2 separate regions of the Zea mays genome follow, and region 2 is linked to region 1. The links are chromatin contacts, called in public Hi-C maps. All regions are on one chromosome and are shown on one strand. Each heading gives the region's core, a stretch centred on a gene start, on an enhancer-like site or on the middle of the called end of the contact. The rest is flanking DNA. Distances are from core to core; before and after follow the strand shown.

Region 1 (7,131 bases), core at 1,518-4,017:
TAATATGTGTGATACCCCTCAAAACAGGGCCTCAATTGCCAGTAAAACCTCTTTAGAACTGCTATTGGATCCTAGTACAAATGCAGCTTTTGGCTTAAGCCATTTCAAAAGTAGGTTGTTTGTTTAAGCTTGTCTTTTAACCAGAAGCCAAAGGACCTCTGTTGACTCATTATAGCCACATATAACTTACAAGATCTCGGCACTGGCATTACCTGAGCAAAAGTGGCAATACTCTCTTGCAAGTGAAGTATGCAAGTTAGATAGCTTATGATTGTAATGTACAACAATATATAGCAAAACATTTTATGTTGAAGCACATAGGGCATAGCAAAACTACTCTTCTTCAAGATAAGAACAACAGTCCACAAAAGTTCCTTTCAGATAAAATTTGTTCATTTCGATTAGAAGATTTAATTCAATTATGCATGTATTGCATCCTTTAGTGGCATTATCATCCCAATGCATTTCTGTAAATTTAATTGGTTCGATAACACTTTAAAGGAAAAAAATAACAGTTGCACTTATTATAATACCTATCAACTCAGTCATTTATCTAAAAAGTTTGCTGAAATCAACAGTTGTACTTATTTACCAATAAAATCAGTCAATGATCTGAAAAGTTTCCTGAACATGTGCAGCATTTGCCTAGGTACAAGAAATGACAAAAAAATACCTGAATAGGTTCCTCGGATGGGTGAGGAAGAGAAAAAGGTTGAACCATCAGAGCTAAAGGCATACCCGAAGTCATCAAGAGATCACCGGTACAAGGTATCTGGTAGAAGTAGAACATGTATTAGCAGCAGATTACAAAGAAACAAAGACGCCAGAGAATTACAAGCAATAACAATTAAACAATGTTACTTGATTCACAGTGCAGCGCATTAAACGGGGGCTACAGTTCCCAGTGTCCTTCACAATAAATTCACTAGATGCAGCCTGTGATGAATAAGTTACTCTTTATGAAGCAAGAACAGTTTTGGGATGGAACAAAATATGAATGAAAATGGACACCATTTACACAATTATAGCTTCAAGACATACCGGGGGGATGGTTGCTTGGCCACCTTGACGGGTCTCATAAATGATGACTGATGATTCAGGCATAGGCCGTGGAATTTGATTGGGATCAATTTTGGATGGGGTTGATACCTGTGTTCCAGCATGTGGAGAATAAGTCATAGTCGGGGTGCCAGGGGGTCCTAGTGTGTTTGGCTGCATGCTACCAGGAATGCCTGGCATTCTCATAGGTGGCTGCATTGCACCAGACCCAGCTCCCTACAAATAATTTCATGCAGCATGTCAGAACTCAGAAGTCAAACTTCAATGGTTCCTAGAATCACAGGAGTTCAAGATTCAGTTATTCGCTGCTTACACTATGAAATCATGCACTTCAATAATTTAAGTTTCTAATTTTTCACATCATACTGACAAGAGTATTACTTCTAACTTCTAAGCTAGTAATCACAACAACCATGTATGCCAAGAATCCACATATATGCTATTTAGGCCAAACAAATAATTATGGAAATATAAGCAACACAGAACTTTGGAGTCCTTAACAAATTATGGGCCATCAGAATATGATTTAATAGAAAATCCAATATCTATGGCACATGATTACAGGTTCAATCAATCAACATAAGGCTCATATGTCATATCAGACAACCCAATTAAAATATCTAGCAAATAAACATTCAGACAAAATCATTGGGTATGTGAGATTGGAAACACCACAAAAAGTCTAAACCATCACCACTTCCCAGTGTCACTCACTCCCTCACAAAAAGAGAAAAAACTAAACTTTTGCGATAGAACTAGCAAGATCACCTGAGTTTGCCAGGATGGAGGCCCAAACGCCGGGGCATTTGCCCTGGGTGGCCCCATGAAGGGCAGCTGCTGTGCCACAGGCGCTGATTGCGTAGCAAAGGGCGGCTGCCCAACTGGCCGCGAACTGAATGGTGGTGGAGATTGTTGCGGGGCTCCAAAGCTAGGTGGTGTTGGCTGCGTCCAAGCTGCCGCGGATGCCATTGGCCCAGACTGGCCAGGGAATGTCTGCCGTAGTGGCGGTGCTGGATGAGGCCCTGCTCCAGGAGGCCCACCGAACGGCGGAGGATGTGACCCCGCAACAGGGGGGACGCCGAACGGTGCTGCCTGAGACGCAGCAACAGAGTGACCAACAAAGGGCGAAGGCACCTGCGATGCCATGGCAGGAGGGCCTCCAAACGGAGGAGGGGCCTGCGACGCCGCAGTAGGAGGGCCTCCGAACGGAGGCGGCGCCTGGGACACCACCCCGGGGGCAACACCGAACGGCGGCGGCGGCTGAGACGCCGCACCTGGAGGTCCCCCAAACGGTGGCGGCTGCTGGGACACTACCCCCGGTTGTCCGCCGAAGGGCGGCGAGACGGAAGCTGCCGCCGTCGGCGCCCGCACGAACGGCGGTGCGGGCGGGCTGCCAGGGAAGAAGGGCCGGGCTGCAGCCGGTGGAGGACCCGAAAGCGCGGCGAAGGCGGGCGGTGCCTGCTGAGGCGTGAGCCCCCGCGGGGCACCGGGCGGCGGGGCCGCGCCGCGGGAGATCTGGAGATTGGAGAACGCCCCGGGGAGTGCCCCCGTCCCCGAGACTGGAGGCCCCTGGCCTGGACCCTGCGCAGTAGGGTTTTGCGTGGCGAACGGCGGCGGCTGCTGCGGCGACGACGCCATGGATCGCGGCGAGATCGGGATCTGGCGCGCGATAGCAAGCGGGGGCAGGGGAGGCGGAGGCCCCTCTTGTGCACTCCTCCTGTTAGAACATGGATCGTTTCGTGCGCGGTGGGGTCTGGCCTGCCGTGTAGGTGGCCTACCAAGGCAGCACGCTGTATTAAGCCCACATGTCATTCTGCGTGGATCTTTGGGCTCGCGTTGCGGTGAGAGCCGCAGCCGCTGCCCGCTGGTCTCTTGGTGACGTGGCGATAATTTATTGGACAAACTGCGTGGAGGGCCATGGGTGCCCCGACCGTCCGACGTGGAACTTCCTACTATGGTTTAAACTATTTTGATAATATTAAGAGTAAAAAAACATAATATATATTTTACAATTGGTTAAATAATAAATCTCTATCTTTATCTCTTCTCTGTATCTATCTCTATTATATTAAATCACCAATTTTGATGGTTGTGCTATGTCACTAAAAAACCTCGATTTTCCCTTAATCAATCTGCGTCACCACGCCTCTCAATCCCACAACCGCATGTGAAACATTAGTCTCCTTCTCATCGTCCTCTCGAGCGGTGTGCCTCTCAACACATGTGGAGCCTTCTCCACAAACCCTTCGCGGGGAGGAAGAAGAGGCCAACGCGGGCCCGGCGTGTCCTCGGCAGCGCCCCCCGAGGACGCCATCGGGAGCGGCGCGGCGGTGGCAGAGTGTGCGGCAGTGTGTTGCGTGCTCTGCGCCTACCTTGTCGTGACCATGCTCTGTTGCATGGCGTGCTCTCCGCTCCGCGTCACATGGCGGTGCTGCAACCCCTTCACAGGGAGGAGACGGCGACCCACGCGAGCCCGGCGTGTCCCCTGCAGCGCCCCCGAGGACGCCACCGGGAGCGGTGCGGTGGTGGCGAAGTGCGCCGCGGCGGTGGCCTGTGCGGGGTCGGCGTGTCCTCGACAGTGCCCCCCCAGGACGCCACCGGGAGCGGCGCGACGATGGCGGAGTGTGTGATGTCGTGCTGCGTGCTCACTAGATCCATCGATCGATCAGACTGCTAAGTTGTGGGAGGTCAACACGGGGATGCAGCTCTTCAGCTTCTGCTTCAACGCGCCTGCTAGGTCCATTGAGTTCACCATCGAGGACGTGCTCGCTGTCGTCACCACCGACAACTTCATGGACCACGTCCCCACCGTCCAGGTTAAGCACATCGCCGAGGACATCGACTACCATCAGTGCGCTTTTGCCTTCTCAGCAACGCTTCATTCATGTCTCCTCCATTGTTTCGTTTGAATGGCAAACCAACACCCTTCCTTGAGATCATGTGTGCATACAGAGATCGAGAAGCGGCGGTGGTGGTGGAGTGTGCGGTAGTGTGTTGCGTGCTCTGCGCCTGCCTCCCCATGACCATGCTCTGTTGCATGGCTCGCGCTCTGCTCCGCGTCGAACGGTGGTGCTTATGGATGGCAGTGGGTTTTACCCGTCGGGTACGGATATGGTGGATTTTCGTATCTGCGGGTACGGGTATGGATATTATATAGTATCCGCGGTTATTAATTTCGCGGGTATGGATATATGCTATCCATATCCGTCACCCGTTGGGCATATGACATGTGGACCCAGATCATATTCTCCCATGCGCCAGCCGGCCAGCCCCGTGGGCCGTGAGTCCTTGACCCAGCGTCCCAGTCCTAGGCTCCCAGCCTCTTCAATCCGGCATCCAGCGAGCAGCAAGTCCTAACCCTAGCCGCCAGGCTACAGTGCTCCACCGCTCCAACAGATCCCGGAAGCAGCGAGGAAACACAGGCGACAGGACCGATCTGAGCGCGCCGCCCCGCCCCGCCCCGAGCCCCCGCCTCTCCCTCGGGCGTTGTTCGCGCCTCCGCGCCTCCGCGGTCCGCGTCCGGCCGTCCGCCCAGGGCGCAGGCAGTTGCTGGCTTGCAGCCGTCCGCCAGGCTGCCTAGGCACACAGTGATAGCACACTACTTCTACAGTTCTATGGTCAGTCCAGGTTAGTGCTTTTGCCCTTGCATCATTTGTTTGCCCTTGCACACAAGGACACATCACACTAGAGGCGTTGCTTTTTTTTGTTTGCTGCCCACACTAGGCCTTCTCTGTTTATACAGATTGTGATGTCAACTCCCAACGAAAATAGCAACACTCAATTTCAACCTCCCTCATCTCAAGCATCTGTTGAGGGTGGAAGTGGGCTTCCGGAGAATGTGATTAATGTTGAACAAGATGGTGATGAGGATGAGGATGAAGTAGAAGTAGAAGAAAATGGGAGAAAAAGAAAATTGAAATCTGCAGTGTGGAGTGAATTCAAGAGGGTAAAGGTTGGAGATGTTTGGAAGGCAAAGTGTAATTATTGTTCAAAGAAGCTTTCGGGTGTATCAAAGAATGGTACATCTGATTTGAAAGCCCGTCTAGAGACATGCATCTATCGAAAGAGGAATCCTGCTGTCCTTTAGCTATTAATTGATATACATGTTGTATGCCTGTATTTTTATATGTAGGTTCATTTATGTTCCATCTCCACATACTGCTGAAGCACTTAGTGATGTTCTTATGAAATGTCTAATGGATTGGCACAATGATAAGAACATATCTACCTTAACCCTTGATAATTGTTCCACTAATGATGCACCCATCACATTGATGAATCGAAAGTTGAGAGGAAAGAAACCTTTGTTGGGTGGCAAGTTGTTGCATATGCGTTGCTCCGCGCACATATTAAATTTAATTGTCAAAGATGGTTTGGAAGTAATGGGTAGTGGGATTGAAAAGATTAGAAATAGTGTTACATTTTTGTATGCTACTCTTAAAAGACATGAGAGATTCCAAGAAATAGCTGCACAAGTTAATGTTGAATGCAACAAGAAATTGTCACTTGATTGAAAAACTAGGTGGAACTCTACTTATATCATGCTCAGTGTTGCTACTTGTTACAAAGAGGCTTTTGATCGTTTGGCTGAATGTGAAAGAGCTTATGATTTTTCTCCAAGTGAGGATGAATGGAAGTTTGCTAGTGAAGTTTGCGATAGGTTGAAATTGTTCTATGAAATTACCGAATTGTTTTTTGGAACACAATATGTAACAGCTAATGACTTCTTTCCAAAGATATGTGCAATTAGAGGACACACGAGCAAGTGGCTAGAGTGAGATGATGAGTTAATCAAGTCCATGTCAAGTCGTATGATTACAAAATTTGATAAATATTGGACTGACATTCATGGTCTAATGGCTATTGTTGTTGTTCTTGATCCAAGATTCAAATTTGGAATGTTGAAAGCATGTTATACACGTCTATTTGGTGCACAAAGTAGAGCAATGCTAGAGATAGAAAATGTGAGGAAATTATTTGATGAACTGATTAGAGAGTACAACAACAAATGCATTAAACCTATTACTAGTGGTGGACAAAATGCATCATCATCTTGTGTTTCTAATGCTTCTACATATACGGATGAGTTGTTCTCTGCCATGGAAGAAGAGCTCGATGACATGTGCAGTGATGAAGAAAAGGCTAAGTCTGAGCTTGATATTTATGTGGATGAAGGTCGTATTCCCACGTCAAAAGAATTTGATATATTAGGCTATTGGAAAATTTTTGGGATACGGTACCCTACTCTAAGGATGATAGCCCGTGACATATTTGCTATTCCTGTTACAACTGTCGCTTCGGAGTCTGCTTTTAGTACTAGTGGTAGAGTGCTAAGTGATCATCGAAGTCGACTTACTCCCAAAACTTTAGAGGTTTTGATGTGTGCACAAAATTGACTTTGTGTTGGTCAAGCAAAAGGTACAAACAATACATCTTTAAAAATATTGTATGTCGTTGTAACTTGTATGTTTTGATTTCAGTTTACTCTCATTTGTTGTACTCTCACTTATTGTAGGAAAAGAAGATTATATGGGTTTGTGGACTTGTCTTGAAGGTATACAAGAAGAACTTGTGGTACGTTGTAAGAACTAGCATATTCTTTTCTGATAATTACCATGACTTCATGATATATCTATAACTAATTATATATCATTGTAGGAACTCTCTTTTGGATTCTCCATGATGCCAAATGAAGATATTTGAAGGAAAATTCACAAGATGTCAAATGAAGTTGAATGCCATTCAACCATGCTCATTATAATAATTTGTTGTTGCATTTGGAAACTATGTATGACTGTAATTTCATTCCAAGAACATGTTTTATGATGTATTGTACTGTCTTTGCTACTTCTACTACTTGCTATGGACTATGTCACTATGGTGAAATGTTGTTGTAAGCCTGGAATGTTATCTATTTATGTTGTTGGAATGTTGAAATTATTGTTTGGAATGTTGAAATTATTGTTTTGGAATGTTGAAATTATTATTTGGAATGTTGAAATTATTGTTTGGTGCTAAAATTATTATTTGAGGTTGTTGGAATGTTAAATTATGGTAAATTTCTGGTACAAT
Region 2 (6,785 bases), core at 1,508-4,007, 150 kb after region 1:
TGGTCAAGATGATTCACAACATTTTTTGCCTTCAGACCTTGCACTTTATCAGGCATGGAGCACAACCTTGACACGTCGTGTAAGAGAGAAGTTTGACGCCTCATCTCTTGTATGACATAGCACAGAGAGTTCTTAATGTTCACATATCTATCTGCTATCACATCTACCAATTAATAAACTATATCATTTGGTATCCGGAGCCTTCGATCCTAGTCCACAAATTCCCACCTCTAATCTAATCCAGATATAAGATCCCATCTCCTCCCATCCATAATCCAAAATCAGACAGACGTCGTACTGTTCACCTGCGACTACTGTTCACGCGTGAACAATACTGCAACAGATATTGTCAGCAGCAACATTGCCTAGCATCACCTCTGGTGATGTCACCCCTGATCCAGTCGCAGGCAGCTACCCAAGGTGGGCGTTTTCCACCAATGTATGCCTCCGCGATCAACATGAAGACCACAACACCCCAAGCTACCACAGAGTAGGAACAAGGAATTGAGGATGGCGTCTTTGCGGGCTTCAATGTGCATCGCTCTCCCTCACACAGGCCTCCACTGCACCCTCCTCGCCTAACGCGAGGCCACCTTTGTTAATCATGAATAGGAGGCATTGCAGCTCGATGGTGAGCTGCTAGAAAAAGGGTGTGTTAGTGTTATGGGCAGGACCTATTGGACTGCGCAGAACAATTAGGATGGAGTTAGTTAGGATAGAGTTAGTTAAAAAATAAGATTAGGATAGAGTTCATAGATAAGATAGGATTTGTTATTTAGATAAGTTTTTAGGGAGTTTGTTAGGCACATGATCTATAAAGACAAAGAGTCCTAGGTTGAGGCAAGCAAAAAATAGATCAAAGGAGTGCAGCTCAGAGCCTCCAAGGGAGGGCGAGTGACAGATCTATCTACTATCCCATCTACCAATCAATAAACTAAATCAATGTGTGTCAAGTCTGTGAACTCGATGTGTATCAAATTTGTGAACTGAACGTGTGTATCAAGTTAGTGAACTGCTATGTGCATCAAATATGTGAACTAAATGTGTGTATCATGTCTGTGAACTACTATGTGTATTAAATCTATGAACTAAATGTGTGTATCAAGTTTGTGAACTGCTATGTGTATCAAATCTATGAACTACTATGTGCATAAAGTATGTGAACTAAACATGTTCCTATTCATTATGTGAATTGAATATGTGTATCAAGTTTGTGAAAATGCATGGCCATATTTGCGAGGGGCTACTGTTTCAAATGTGTCACTGAAAATGAAACTGAATAGTGCTATGCTAAAACTAAGGCGAGGGCCTTCTTATGTTGACAATTTCAGTCAAATGCTCCTAGTCAGATTGAATGTTTGTGTGGACATAAACATTGTATTGCAAAAAGTATACATATTGCAATTTTCAACATGCTATTACAGACTCATAGACAAGTCGAATATAACAAACATAATAGATGAAGTCTTACTAAAACAACATTACATAAAGTCAAGGGTTCTTGCTTACAAAGCCTTACATAAAGTGTGACCTAATCACACCTAAATTAACAACAAGTCTGACTTAGACAAATCTTACATTAGTTATTACTAAATAACAACAACTAACATCAACTCTCACTTTGAAATGCTTCACATGGTACGATCCCACCATTCTTCGAAATCCCAACCCATATCCTCAGAATGATGTGGCATGCTAGGAACTTCAAGGTTCTCCCAAAAATCTTGAGCCTAAAAAATCATTTCCCACAAACTCTTCGACTCAAAATCATAATTGTTTTCGTTGTATCCTTCTTCGGCGCAGTCATCTAAAGTGTAACCATCTTCAATGTAACCTTCTTTGGTGCGAGGATCTATTGACTCAAAGACCACCGAAGAAGTGATTGTGCCTAAATCTCGTTGGCAAACTAAAGTAGCTTTCTCAAGCATTTTACATATATGGTCAAGATGATTCACAACATTTTTTTGCCTTCAGACCTTGCACTTTATCAGGCATGGAGCACAACCTTGACACGTCGTGTAAGAGAGAAGTTTGACGCCTCATCTCTTGTATGACATAGCACAGAGAGTTCTTAATGTTCACATGAGTAAGGTAATCAACGCTATGCTGCAACAAAATGCAATGTCACTATGTTAGTTACTGATCTACAATAAATGACAACATATTGCACACTCAATCCTCCCACAACAGCTACAAAAGAGATATGTTTGCTACATGATGTTCAAGCAGTCCTAAGCCTAGTGGATTGGAGAATATTATTATAGAATACTTGACATGGCGATGCATCGAGTTCTTCGACGCCAACAACATGTACCTGGAAGACCTGAGCAACAAGGACACGCGACTACCTCACCACCAGCGTGGGCATGCTCGGGCGCGGGATCCGACATGGAGACGACGACTAGGGTTCACCAGCAATGGGAAAAGAGGGAAGAGAAACTAGGCCACGAGAAGAGAAAGGATTGACGCCGCAACACTCTACGTCAAGTGAATAACAACTGAAAAGGTTTAAGAAAGGAAAGATAATGACGCAACTGATGGTATATTTCTATTATGGCAAAAAGAAGATATGTTTCCTTTCTATTTTAACAATTGACACCTTTTATCTTATTTTTGTGAAACCCAACGTGTGGATTTCCATAATATTCAATCTGTTCTTTTTTATCTATTGTTATTTAGTTTAAAAATATTCATCCCGTTCTTTTTTATCTATCGTTATTTAGTTTAAAAATGAAGACGACAAATATTCGATAAAAAAAAGGAAATCTGCGCGCCGCGCGATCCCGGGGCCACGCCCACGCGCAACTCCATTACTCCGCTCGCAGCCAGATCTGAGTCCTCACTCTGTCTCTTCCTCAGTCCCGGCATCAGCGCTCAAACCCTAACACGCCACGCGATCCCGATGCGCAGGTGAGCTGCTCGCTCGCTCCCACCGGCTATTCCTCCAATTTTTTCTCGACTTCTCTTCAGATCATTTGATTTGGTATGGTCTGGTCGGACCGCGCAGGGGTCTGGGCAGCGAGGCATCGTTGCGCCGGCGGCGCGGGCCGGCGCGGCTTTGGGTGGCAGTGGCGGCGCTGGTGGTCGGCACCGTGTGCCTCTTCTCCTCCTCTTCGGTCGGCCTGTTGGGCGCCTCTTACAGGGTCCAGGTGCGCTCGCCTCGCCCGCGCCTGCTTTCTGGTTTGTACCTCTCCGTTTCCCGTCTGCTGTATGCACTGCCTGGCGTGGGAGTGAAGGCAGGGAAGGCGTTGATGTGGTTGTCCCGTTCCTGTTTGCTCGTAAGCAATTTGGGAGCTCTTTACACTGGTTAAGTTAGATGCATGCTACATTGTGTTTGGAAGCTGCTTGGAGCCTCATTAATGAATGCAGATTAGCACATTGGACACAACAAATCTGCATCCCTAGTGAAGATCAAATCAGATGGAAGTTGCATTAATTTGTAGACAGCGTATTGTTAATAATTTTGTCTAAGTCTTGTTTTTAAATATATCAAACAATGTATTTGCTGCAGTAAACTAGAACAAGTTGGCGGTTTCAGTGCAAATTGTGCATTTCTCTAGGCGCTGCACAAAACATGGGCAATATTGTGTAAACCTTGATCGATATTCGGATGAGGACATTTCAGCTGGTTGTTTTCATAGATTAAATTTCTTATAAAATAATGAGGCATGGGACCTAAAACTGCAATGCATTTAGTACTTAATGTGATTTGGCATGATGAAGTTGTGCAGAAAGCACATGCATTTTAGTTGGTAAGGGTGGATCGCCTTCTCTGTGGAAATGGTTAGTTATACTTCGGCCAGAACATGATGGCAAAAGACTCCCTAAGTAGTGTCACATTAAAAATATTATACTCAACAGATCGGGAATAATGTAATAGATAAATGGCCTATTTTCATACACTGAGATTTTTGGCACTTCAGTTCCTTTTCAATTAAAATTCATCTGACGTAAGCTTTGTTGAATGTGTGGAATTGGACTGTAGTACCGAAATTAAATGTATATTCACTACTTGGATTTTCTATCAGTTATTTTTTGTACTGACATCACTGCTACTACTCAAGGATGTTGATGTAAATAAGTTGTGGAGAACTGCAGATTCAAATGGTTGGAGAGCATCTTCTGCACCACGCACCTACTGGCCTCGTAAGTTTGTCACTGTATCCTACCGGCAGTTACTGTCCAGTTGCATACCATCTGTAAATGGATATACTGACATGGTATCTCTCTGCTTGCAGCCCCACCAACTGAATCTGAGAGCAATGGCTACTTGCGCGTCCGGTGCAATGGTGGCTTGAACCAACAACGTAGTGCAGTATGATTAAGACAAGAAACTTATCTCTAAGGCGGCATGATTCATCGTGCAATTTTTATATTCATGGTAACATTGCTAAGGCATTTGAGATCACTGCTGTTTTGATTCTGTAGATATGTAATGCTGTTGTTGCTGCACGGATCATGAATGCTACACTGGTGCTGCCAGAATTAGACACAAATTCATTCTGGCATGATGAAAGGTATATATTTTTCTAAAATGGTTTATCTTGTGCATGTCTTACCACAAACTTTGTTCTTTTTGTGGATCCTTCAATCTGTTTTGGCAGTTGCCCGCACACTATTTTTTGCGGCAAATGGAAGTAACATTCTTGTGTTGATTCAATCACCTATCTGTTGTGTTTTTCTCTAAATACTCTAAGTTGGACTAATTGATTGCTTTTGCCTGTTATGTGGGGCTACCATTAGATAGTCAATCTAATCCAAGTGTTCCGTGTAGTTGGACATGCTGATTAATGTTCTATAAGTTTTGGTCAAGTGATTAGATATAATGCCCCTCAGGTTGGTCTCAGTGAGAGCGAGAAGAGGAAGTTCTGGGAAGACTTAGATGACATGGTTAGCTTTTCATAGGAGGAGATCTCAATGGTCATGTAGGTTCAACAAATGCAGGTTATAAGCTAGCTCATGGAGGTTTCGGGTATGGTAGTAGGAATCAAGATGGAGAGAATGTTTTGTACTTTGCTATAGCCTTCAACCTAGTGATAGCCAACACTTTCTTCAGAAAGAGTCTCATTTGGTGACTTTTAGCAGTGGCCATCGTTTGAGCCAGATCGACTTCGTTCTCACAAGGAGAGAAGATAAACAAGCATGTTTGGATTGTAAGGTGATACTTGGAGAGAGTGTTGTGCCCCAACGTAAACTTGTGGTGGCTGACTTCCGTTTTCGGATCCGTACCCATAGGTCTAAACAAGTCAAATTTGCGAGGATGAAGTGGTGGAAACTCAAAGGGGAGACATTCAAAGTTTTTAAGGAAAGAGTTATTGTGGAGGGTGCTTGGTCCGCAGAAGAAGATGCAAACAACATGTGGGTGAAGATGGCAACTTGTATTAGGAAGGTGGCATCAGAGGTGTTTGGAGTGAACAAAGGGAGCAGAGGTGAACCTAAAGATACTTGGTGGTGGACCGAGGACGTTCAAAAGGCAATAAAGGAGAAGAAAGAATGTTACAAGAGCTTGTTTCATGCAGGAGCGTAGTCAACATAGAGAGGTATAAGGTGGCAAAGAAGATTGCAAAACGAGCTGTGAGTGAGGCAAAGGGTCGAGCCTATGATGATCTTTACTGAAGACTAAGTACAAAATAAGGAGAGAAGGATGTCTATAATATGGCTAAGATTCGGGAAAGGAAGACGAGAAACCTCAACCAAGTTAAATGCATTAAGGATGAGATGGATCAACTCGTGGTGAAAGGACAAGACATCAAACAGAGGCGGCGCAGGTATTTTGACAATCTTTTCAATGGTGAGAATGAGACTATGGACACTCAGTTGGATGACTCCTTTGATGATTTAAATAGATGCTTTGTACGCAGGATCCAAGAGTTAGAGGTCAAAGAAGCCTTAAAGAGGATGAAAGTGTGCAAGATGATGGGCCCGGATGGTATCCCAATAGAGGTGTGGAAATGTCTTGGGGATATTGCTATAGTTTGGCTAACCAAGTTGTTCAACCATATTTTTTGATCAAATAAGATGGCCGATGAGTGGAGGAGTACATTAGTACCAATCTTCAAGAACAAGGGAGATATTCAAAGTTGTTCCAACTCTCGAGGGATTAAGCTCATGACCCACACTATGAAGCTATGGGAAAGAGTTATTGAGCATCGCCTGAGAGGAATGTCGCATATCACCATGAACCAATTTGGATTCATGCTCAGAAGGTCAATCATGGAAGCAATTTTCTTAATAAGACAAGTCATGGAGCAATATAAGGAGCAGAAGGACTCGCACATAGTTTCTATTGACTTGGAAAAGGCCTATGATAAAATACTTAGGAATATCATGTGGTGGGCATTGGACAAGTATAAAGTCCCAACAAAGTATGTTAAGCTCATCAAGGACATGTATAACAAGGTTGTGACTAGCGTTCGAATAACTGATGGTGATATAAATGTTTTCCCGATTAACATAGGACTACATCAAGGTTTAGCTTTGAACCCTTATCTATTTGCCTTAGTGATAGATGAGGTCACAAGGGATATACAAGGAGATATCCCTTGGTGTATGCTTTTCGCTGACGATGTAGTTTTAGTAGATGAAAGTCGGGAAGGAGTAAATAGAAAGTTAGAGTTATGGCGTCAGACCCTAGAGTCATAAGGTTTTAGAATTAGTAGGACTGAAATCAATTATATGAGATGTGACTTTGGTACTACAATTAGTGAGGATGAAGATATAAGCCTGGGAGGCCATGTAGTACCCAAGAAGGACATCTTCCTTTATTTGGGATCGATGCTACAGAG

Evidence for each region. A called contact is a pair of places that touch in the nucleus more often than the background predicts.
Region 2: a contact with region 1 is called in a Hi-C map of leaf, with 6 times the contacts expected there. The contact joins the promoter of LOC100284741 here to the promoter of LOC100382471 in region 1. A contact is called at or near these places in 7 of 25 Hi-C or Micro-C datasets (ear, endosperm, leaf and 2 more).

What each region holds. Positions count from the first base shown.
Region 1 is chr4:21,120,396-21,127,526 of Zm-B73-REFERENCE-NAM-5.0, forward strand. LOC100382471 (Protein transport protein Sec24-like CEF) reads right to left here and starts at 2,768. Exons shown (of 23, transcript NM_001175211.1): 1 at 1,828-2,768; 2 at 1,042-1,275; 3 at 862-936; 4 at 674-772. The coding sequence starts at 2,697.
Region 2 is chr4:21,270,210-21,276,994 of Zm-B73-REFERENCE-NAM-5.0, forward strand. LOC100284741 (O-fucosyltransferase -like) reads left to right here and starts at 2,758. Exons shown (of 9, transcript NR_182110.1): 1 at 2,758-2,910; 2 at 3,008-3,149; 3 at 4,065-4,146; 4 at 4,239-4,315; 5 at 4,429-4,517.